Regions from separate parts of the Rattus norvegicus genome. Here region 2 is linked to region 1. Evidence: chromatin contacts called from public Hi-C data. All regions are on one chromosome and are shown on one strand. The core of a region is the stretch at or near the end of the contact, and the rest is flanking DNA. Distances in the headings are between cores, read along the strand shown.

The links. Hi-C and Micro-C count contacts between places; a contact is called where the count stands out from the background.
Region 2: a Hi-C map of Schwann cells shows a contact between it and region 1, with 2.5 times the contacts expected there. The contact joins the enhancer-like site here to the promoter of Epb41l4b in region 1. A contact is called at or near these places in 2 of 12 Hi-C or Micro-C datasets (Schwann cells and frontal cortex).

What each region holds. Positions count from the first base shown.
Region 1 is chr5:76,644,821-76,649,290 of GRCr8, reverse strand. It overlaps Epb41l4b (erythrocyte membrane protein band 4.1 like 4B), which reads left to right and starts at 1,539. Exons shown (of 25, transcript NM_001401792.1): 1 at 1,539-2,449. The coding sequence starts at 2,144.
Region 2 is chr5:76,837,430-76,842,096 of GRCr8, reverse strand. It overlaps LOC134486937 (a long non-coding RNA gene), which reads right to left. Exons shown (of 2, transcript XR_010066520.1): 2 at 727-1,208. Among named protein-coding and RNA genes, the nearest start is that of Ptpn3, 19 kb to the right of the region's middle. Within about 2 kb of position 2,391, at least 12 of the 93 cell types and tissues checked have an H3K27ac peak or open chromatin away from gene starts, as enhancers often do.

The DNA of each region.
Region 1 (4,470 bases), core at 290-2,789:
TTAGCTTCTACACCTTGATTTTGACAGTTGTTGTTTCTCCAGTCTCTAAAAAAGTCTCATTTAATTCTACTGGCTATAACAGTGAGTTAATTCTCCCCTCAACCTTTTTAACTCACACATAGAACAACCCCTTCCCGCCTTTGCTACACACAGGAAACACAATCATGCAAATGCAAAATGCATAGGTGGACATCTTCAAGTGACTTTTCTGCGTGTTCCTGGGATATCCTTAGAAACTAGTCAGCTGACTTGGGCTACACCAATTGTACATAGCATCTGGTAAATCTTGTGGGGGTAAGAGCAGAGTGGGTTTATTGTAGATGCTATTCTACAGAGTAAACTATCACATGGGTGGTCCTCATAAGATCATAGAATGAATGCAGGGCAGCTCTCAGACCTTGGGCAAGCATGTTACATACCTAAGCTCCCAAATCCATCTAAGTGAGTGGGAATACATAGAACTGTCTCGGAGAGTTAGAATGGGGATTAATGAAGATGGAGACGGTGGAATCTAAGACAATGCCTGGTCTTCAATAAATGTCTGTTTTGGAATGATTCCTTGTCTTCTCTGTGCGTCCTGCTGAGATCACTGCTTCCCCAACTCTCTCTTAAACTGTTACATTTGCATGTAACAGTCGTGTTCTGTCCTCCATCAATAGCTCTGGAGCCCAATCAATGAATCGTATGGCAGTCTCTAAAGCTTGGTTTCTTCCTTTGTGCAATCGAGATAATAACCTGTACGCTAACAGGCTAAATTAAGACATATGGAAAGGGCTTAGTGTAATGTCTGGCACAAAATTAGGGCCTGATAAACAGTAGTGTTATTCTCCCCAAAGGCCTGGCCTCCTTTCAGCCTCATTTCCCACATTCCTCATTCTGGAGCACAGGACAACCCTCTTGTCTGTGGGCAAACACCGAACCTGTGGGTATTGCTCGTTAGCAATTCGCTGCCTCCAGTTAGCAAATCGCTGTCTCCAGTTTCCTCCATGTGCCCTATGCAATTCATTCTCATGTTCTACTTCGCTTCCCAGAAGTCTGTCCAACCTTGACCAACCTTCTCAGTAGCAATTGTTTATGCAGGCCCTTGCCTTAACTCTGGGCATGGGCGAGGTCCTTGAAGCAAAGTGTCTCCTAAGGAGTACGGAAAAGTACTTCCCCTTCCTCACCGGCCTCAATTTTCTTGTTTGGAACGGGTTCATTGGACTGCAAGGTTAAAGCCCCAGCCAGGGCTGAGATGTTAAAGAGATAGTTTCATTAAGTGGCAAGGACCTAGGTCTACTCCACTTCTTCTGCAGAAGGGGAAACTGAGTACCGTTGGTGTTTTGGTTTTTTGCTTTCAGAAAGAGACGCGCTTTTCTTTGCCCCAGGGGTAAGCATTTTCTGGAAGGAGGCAGCCTTATTTTCTTCATCTGGTCAAGGAGGGGAAACTCTCGGACTTCTCGGGGGTCCTGCGCGCCCGGAAACACGTGTGTGCTCACCTACGTGTACGCACGTGAGCGCACCTACAGCAGCAGGGGGCGCTCGGGCCGGCAGGGGGCAGCACAGGCCCGGCGCAGCCCCGGGGGAGGAGGGCGTGCTGCAGTGCCGGCGGCGGCGGCTGGAGGTGCAGCCCTCCCAGGTGGGAGGCGGGGGCTGCGGGCGCAGGAAAAGGCGCCCCGGGAGCGGGCGCTCGGCGGGGGCCTCCTCGGGCCGGGCGCGGCGCGAGTGGGAGCGAGCGCGCCGGGAGCACGCAGGCGCTTTGCTCCGGCTGGCCCTCGGCCGGCGCGCGGCGCGGGAGCAGCCCGCAGCCGGGTCCCCCCGCGGCGCTCTTCGCGGGGCAGCGGCCACGCAGCAGCCCGCACCGACTGACTGCCCCAAGCGCGCAGCGGCGACAGCGGCGACAAGAGCGGGACGGTCCCCCGGGCCGCCCGTGCGCGCTCTCTCCCGCGCCGCTACTCTCGGCGGGCGCTGGCCCGGCCGACGCGTTCCCCGGGCGGCCGGAGCGCGGCCTCGGCCTCGGCTGGGGCGGGAGCGAGCCCCGGGCCGCAGCCCGCGGGAGGCGGCGCGGCGCGGCGCGGCGGGCACTGACGGCGGCGCCAGGCGCTCCCGGGCGGCGGCGCAGCGGCAGCGCAGGGGGCGGAGGCAGGGGGCGCCCCCGGCCAGGATGCTGCGGTTCCTGCGCCGGACCTTTGGCCGCCGCTCCATGCAGCGCTACGCGCGGGGCGCGGCGGGGCGCGGGGCCGCCGGGCTGGGGGACGAGCGCGACGGGGGGCCGCGAGGGGGCCCGGCCGCCGCCGCCAGCTCCTCCGTGCTGCCCGCCGCGCCCGGGGGTAGCGTGTTCCCGGCCGGCGGCGGGCCCCTGCTCACCGGCGGCGCGGCTGTGCACATCTCCGCCTCGGGAGCTGCCAAGGCCACCCTTTACTGCCGTGTCTTCCTGCTCGACGGAACCGAAGTGAGCGTGGACCTGCCGGTGAGTGACGCGGCGCGTGTGGGGCACTGGCAGCCTGCGCTCCTTGGGGCAGAGCCCCCTGTCCCCGTGGTTCTTTCCCTGGGAAGCTTCCCCGGCCGCTCTTTGGGACCCCTCCCCCATCTTCTGCCAGTCTTCCCCAGCCATGAACCCTCCCGGACCACCAGCTCGGGTATGCTCTGGGGCCCAGTCTTTGGCACCTTGCACCGCAGGGTTGCGGTGCTCTTCTTTGGTGACCCCCTAGGTTTTTTGTGCCTCACTCCTACCCTATGCTACCCCATGCACACGTCCCCACGTCCCCTCCCCTTGGCGCAGGTGGCCTCATTCCCTGCCAATGTTGGCTTTCCGATGCTGGATTGAGTAGAATTTTTCAAGCGACGCAGGGCTGCTCCGGGGTATCCCGGTTTTGGTGTCAGGCCTTAGTGGAAAAGAAATCCTTGCTTGGTGCTCAGCAGGTGCCCCAAGTTTGGGAAGAGGCTTAGGGAACAGTTTTGTCTCTCTGCCCTCTACCTATTCTCTATGGATGGCCCCTATAGAGAGTTTATCCCAAAGTGCTCCCTGGCTCACAGTCTCGCAGGGAGTGGAGTGACTTCGGAGCCAACTCAGGCCAGGTCAGCTTTGAACGGACAGAAGCCTTGGGGTGCTGGGAGTTGGGTCCGGCCACCTCTGGACTGGCCTACCCACTTGCTCCCACATCCGGCAGTGTGCGTGGGACGCGCAGGGCATCCCGGGGTAGCAGCACCAGGGCCTGCGTCCCGGCCACACACCCACAGGTGGTTGCACCCGGGCCCAGTTCCAGTGGCAAGCTAGGCCAGCGCCAGTGACTCCGACAGGGAGCCATGCCGCCAAAAGAGCCTTTCTGGCCGAAGGGGCCAGTCAGATCCAAACAAACGATGCACTAACGGGCGCCCACTGCGCTGCGGCAGACGGTGCCTTCGGGAATTTTGGGGCATGACTGAAGACACCGCAGTAATTGAGCTTTAGATGAGTTACAGATTGTCCGGAGCGTTTAGGCCTCCGGACAGTCTGTAACTGGGTGGTAGGGATTCTTTGGACTTAAGGGGAGAACATTTAACCTGTAAGGGTTTCAGACGGGAAAAATCATCCTTGCTGGCTTGGGCTCTAATGCTGCTTCGTGTGGGTTTAATTTGGAGACAGTTTCAATTTATGGTAGTTTCATTTTGTGGTTCCTGTGCTCTATAGGAGAGCATTTTGTCACAAAAATATCCTCGCGAGGCCTTTTCATAGAAAAGGTGCCAACATTCCCCAGCCCAGAGCTGTTGTCTTTTAAAAAGCGTGCATGTCTCTGCCCCCCAAGAATGAGGCTCTCCAGCTCTGATGCAGAGGCAGGCAGCCTGAGAGCGGGGAGCAGAGGCTAGGTGAGTGGGCAGCTTGGGTTGGGAGAGGATGTGGCGTAGTTTGCATCTGGCAAAGGAATGCTATCCTTGGGAACTTTGTCGGTGCTCCTTGCCTGGTAGTTTTCTTGTCTGTTCCCCAGGGATAATTGGCTTATAAAATGTATTGCTACTGTCAGGTTTGTGCGACAGGCTTAAGTGGTGTTTCTGAGATGAAAAATTGCAAACGGAGTAAAGTGCCCGTGTTCTGAAGAGATCCAAACAGGTACACAAATGAACAGGTTGGGAAGCTGACTGACTGCAGCTGGTGAGGCCATGGGGGAGGGGGAACAGTGGCGTTCTAAAAGGCTTCTTCTTCCTTTTTATAAAACAGAATAATTTCTCCATCTCGGGTTTCCTTCTCCTCCATCTCAGGTTTCCTTCGGATGGCAGATCTTTTTGATGCTTTTTGAAAAAAAAATATGTGCGACTTAATGAACCTCTGGCTTTATTTATACATACAGACATAGGACCATGCACCATGTCCCTTAGACAAATAAGAAGCAAATAAATGCTGGCTTTGTTGTGTGAGCTCTTAGGGCGGAAAGATGAAGAAAAATTGCCAGTGAACATGGCTCATTGATTTAAAGATTTATTAGATATTGGAATTGCATCAGTAAGTCTCCTCCA
Region 2 (4,667 bases), core at 1,142-3,641, 190 kb before region 1:
GTCTGGTCGTCACCGTTTGAACTAACTTGTTTGGGGAGGTCATGTGTCCCATGCTATACAGGGGGTGGGGGGAATACAAGGCAAGTGACAGCAGACTTTGAGCTAAAAAGACAGGCATGGCCAAGGGCAGCTGACATGCTGTGTGGTAACTGTAATGATGGAGGGGAGCTGGGTCAGGGCGGAGAGGGTGTGCGCTTCAACAGTCAGGAGGCAGCACTTAGGAAACTAATTGAAACTGTGTGGGCGAGACCAGCAGGACTTCCAAGTCGATGGGATGGGAGAGCGAGAGAGAGGACTGGCTTTCTCTTGTTACCTTATAGACTCCTGTGGATGGACTTGGTAGCTCACAGCTTATTATTGCAAGGCGTAAAAGCTTGCTTTCTAGAGAACCTAACAAATCAGACCCGCAGTGCTGCAGCTGAACAGTAGAGGGCGATAAAGACTTGTGCTTGACGCTAAAATCCTGCACCCCTCTAGCACTGTCCCCCACCCCCATACCCCCCAATAAAAATGTCATGAAAGCTCTCTGGAGGTAGATAAGGATGCGGATGAAGCCCAAAGAGTGAAGTGAGTATGGTCAGAGTCACACAGCTCCTCAGTAGCAGAGAGAGAGCCTGGACCACCAGACTCATTCAAGTCACCCTGTACTGCTCTCGACTTTCCCAAAATCGCAGTTCCTAAAATCCAGATGCTTCACGCATCTGTTTTTTAAATTTCCTTTTCTCCTTGTCTTTAAGAGATGGTGAAGGGAAAATGAGCCACGGTGTAGAGGCGTACGTACATATGTACGTACAAGTAACATGTGACTGTCCCGGGTCTTCCTTCCCTTCCTGCCTCTGAATGAAGTCGGCGGGTTAAAAATGGGTGTCTCGGTTTCAGTGTATGTCCCGCCTCTTCTTGGTATGATCGTGATGCTTACCTTCAAGTCTTTGAAGCCCTGACTGTAAAGCCTGGTGCTGTTCACCTTTATGCCTCCAAGGCTGTCCCCAGAGTAGAAGAGAACTGATGTAAACTTGTTGCAAACAGTCTCCAGCAAGGAGCAGGTGGCTCCATCTGTATTCCTGTTGACTGTCTCAGCCCTCGAGGTTCTTTGTATCAAGTCCCAGCTGTGCCATAAATGGCATAGGTCCCTTCTCTGTCACAAGCCACGGTCATCTCATTCTTCCAACAGAGGTCATCACACCCATGTTACTCCTTCAGGAACAATCCTAGAAAGAAACGGATGAGTGGGTCAGAGTTCAACGCCCAAGAGTCTAGCAAGCAAGGACGCTGTATAAACTCGCTGTTGTAACACATTCTCAGACCATATTGAAAACCGGCCTGGTGGGCTGGGGAGATGGCTCAGTGGTTAAGAGCACTGGCTGCTCTGCCACGGGTCCTGAGTTCCGATTCCCAGCAACCACATGGTGGCTCACAACCACCTGTAATGGGATCTGATGCCCTCTTCTGATGTGTCAAAGACAGCTACGGTGTCCTCATACACATAAAATGAATAAAATATTTTTAAAAAGAAGAAAGGAACGGGCCCGGTATATGTAGACATTAGCTACTCTAGAGGCGGAGACAGAGGGATCACAAGTTCCAGGCCAGCCTCAACAACTTAGCAAAACCTTACGTTAAAAGGAGGGAGTGGGGATACGGATAAAGAATAATTCAGTAGTAGAGTACATATCTAGCATGCTCAGAACCCGGCTTTGTAAATAAGATTGATGCACATTTCTTTTTCTTTTTCTTTTTTTTTTTTTTTTCTTTTTTTCGGAGCTGGGGACCGAACCACCCAGGGCCTTGCGGTTGCTAGGCAAGCGCTCTACCACTGTAAATAAGATTGAAAAAGACAGCACTAGAAAAAGCACAAGTCAGAGGGCCCCAGGACCGCTGCTCTCTCTGGTGTTTTCTTCTTAACTAGAGGAGGTAAAAATCTCATCCCTTTTTAAGGTTTACAGAATTTGCCAGGTTCACCCTCCCTACATCAGCATAAGTTGCTCATAGGCTCAGGAATCCCAGTGGACCATCTAGGGCACAGAGCAGATAAAGTTCTTATCTCCACCCCAGGGCTCCCAGGCCCATGCTGCCAAGTCTCTCTTCCTCTCCCAGACACTCCTCGACGGGGAGCCAGTAGCGCCTAGCTAAGTAGGCGGGTCGGGCTCCTTGAAAAGAAGCCAAAATGGAGACAACTGGATGATGGTAGGGGGTCCCCAACCAACACAGATGACCTAGAGGAGGGAGCACCTCACAGCTCCAGCATCTCACAGCTTCAGACCCAGTTGTACCCTACTTGCCTACCACAGTACGTGCTTCCCCTTCTCCCCGCATCCAGCCTCCCAGGAAGCTACGCCTAGGTCCCCGCAGATAGGTTCTGTGTCTGTGTTTTCTCTGACCCCAGTTCCTGGCGCACAACCTGGGAAAGAAGACCTCACTCAGTCAATGTTTGCTAAATTGAATTGAACCGAGCTGCACGGAGGCCAGGATTATTGACCTTTCCAGGCAATGTTTTTGTTTTCCTGTCTTTGCAGGATGCACGGGGCACATTGGAAAAGGCAATTGGAGAGTGTGCCGCCGCGGAGAGATTACTGAGAGAGGGCTGAACGGGTTCAAGGAAGTAAAGATGAGAAAGTGTGTGGGCATCTGCAGGCATGGGAAGCAATTACTGCTCCCCAAACTTAAAGGCCCAGAGGAGGCTGGGGAAGAATGCGGCAAGCTGCCAAAAGGCAGCCGGTGGGCGGGGTGAAGTAAAAATCCATCCCACGCTCGGCCTGCTCCACTCTCCTATATCCTGATGTTGTCTCTTGTTGGTTGGACCCAAATAGAAGCCAAAGAAGCCCAGGGTACAAGCCATAAAAGGCAGCTTCTCCGGGCTTAGAGCAAAGGGGTTGAAAATCAAGAACATACGTGGATGGGGGAATGAGGAATACCCGACAAAGTGGCTTTCCCCAAAACACTCTCCACTCTACATTGGCATCAGAACTGCTTCTTTTTTTCTGGTTGGTTGGTTGGTTTTGAGACAGAGTATCTATATAGCCCTGGTTCTCCTTGAATTTGCTCTGTAGATCAGACGAGCATCAAACCCACAATGATCTACCTGCCTCTGCCTCCCGAGTGTTAGAATTAAAGACACGTTCTGCCTCCTTATAACAGTCTGTGGCCCTGTAATGGTTGGTGCTGTCAACTTGATAGAATTTAGAACTCATCTAGGAGATGGGCCTCTGGACATGCCTTTGGGGTTATTATCTTAAATGTATTAGTTAAGTGAGATAGGAAGACCGGTCCACTGTGGGTGGCATCATTCCCTGGCTGGGAACATGGACTGTATAAGTGGAGAAAAGCAGCAGCTCAGCTATTCATACCCCATTCACGATCACGGGTGTGATGTGATGAGCTGCTTCAAGTTCTTGCTGCCTTGACACCTTGGAACTATGAACCAAAAAATAAACCCTTATTTCCTTAGGTTGATTTTTGTCACAGTATTTTATCTCAGCAACAGAAAAAGAACAAAGTCATGCACCCTCTGTTCGTCTCTGACCCCTCTAAGAGCACTCATGTTCCATTTGTCTCTCCATCCTAATCCTTCTAGCCACCATGGATGTGTGGGCAGGCAAGAGGACAGATAAACCAAATCAGTTGTGGCTTTTTGCTTGGGAAGAGATCATCCAGAAGATGCCAGGCAAACTATCTCAATAAACTCACTAGTTTAACAGGGGTTAAGTCAGACTTTAGAACTAGAAGACTATTCCACATGTTCTGTGCCCACGTGCCAATCAAGAACAATGCTAGGGGGGTTGGGGATTTTGCTCAGTGGTAGAGCGCTTGCCTAGCAAGCACAAGGCCCTGGGTTCGGTCCCCAGCTCTGAAAAAGAGAAAAAGGGGAAAAAAAAAAGAACAATGCTAGGCTGGTTAGGGGGCTCCAATGCCACTGGTCTCGGAGGACACCTGCACTCAAGTGTGTCTACCCTTACATAAACCTATACACATAATTAAAAATAATAAAAATTGATCTTTAGAAAAAGAAAAGGCTTGCCTCTCAGGACCTCTGGATGACGTCCAGAGATAATATTTCATCAAATGGTTCTTTCAGGCTATATGGAAAAGAGTCTCGGATTTCCTAGGTGCTGCTGAAACAGCTATATGAGGGTACCTATTCTATGGAATTACCTTCTTGTATCGAAGAAATATGAGGCCCCATACTAATGCAGGCCAGTCCCTCTGGACCAGTACTTCCAATTCAAGGTTGTCATGTAAATCTCTCAGAAGAGAGAATTAACTCTCCTCACCCCCTGTCTCGAGGCTGAATAAGAAGCCACTCCCAAAAGTCCATGTCCTGAAACAACCGTTTGTTTGCAGTTTAGTTGTACTTTGCGTTTTTCTCCTTCCTCTCGAACATAGAGTCGCCTGGGACAGTCTGTGCAGTGGAAGTAGAGTTACACACGATGAACACAGCCCCGAAAGCCCACCCCAAGCCCCGCTGCACCCCATCTTCCAGCATGCCCATGCAAGTCTCAAAGCCAACTCCAAATCAAGCAAGAGGGAAGTCTTTCTGCTTTTCATAGACGAAACTACAAAGTCACATGGCAAAGAACGTGGTTGTAGAGGAGCCCAGGACGTAGACAACTACCCACGTCCCCATTCTCTAGGTGGAGCTGTAGTGGCCTGGTCCTCTTAAGAGCAGATAC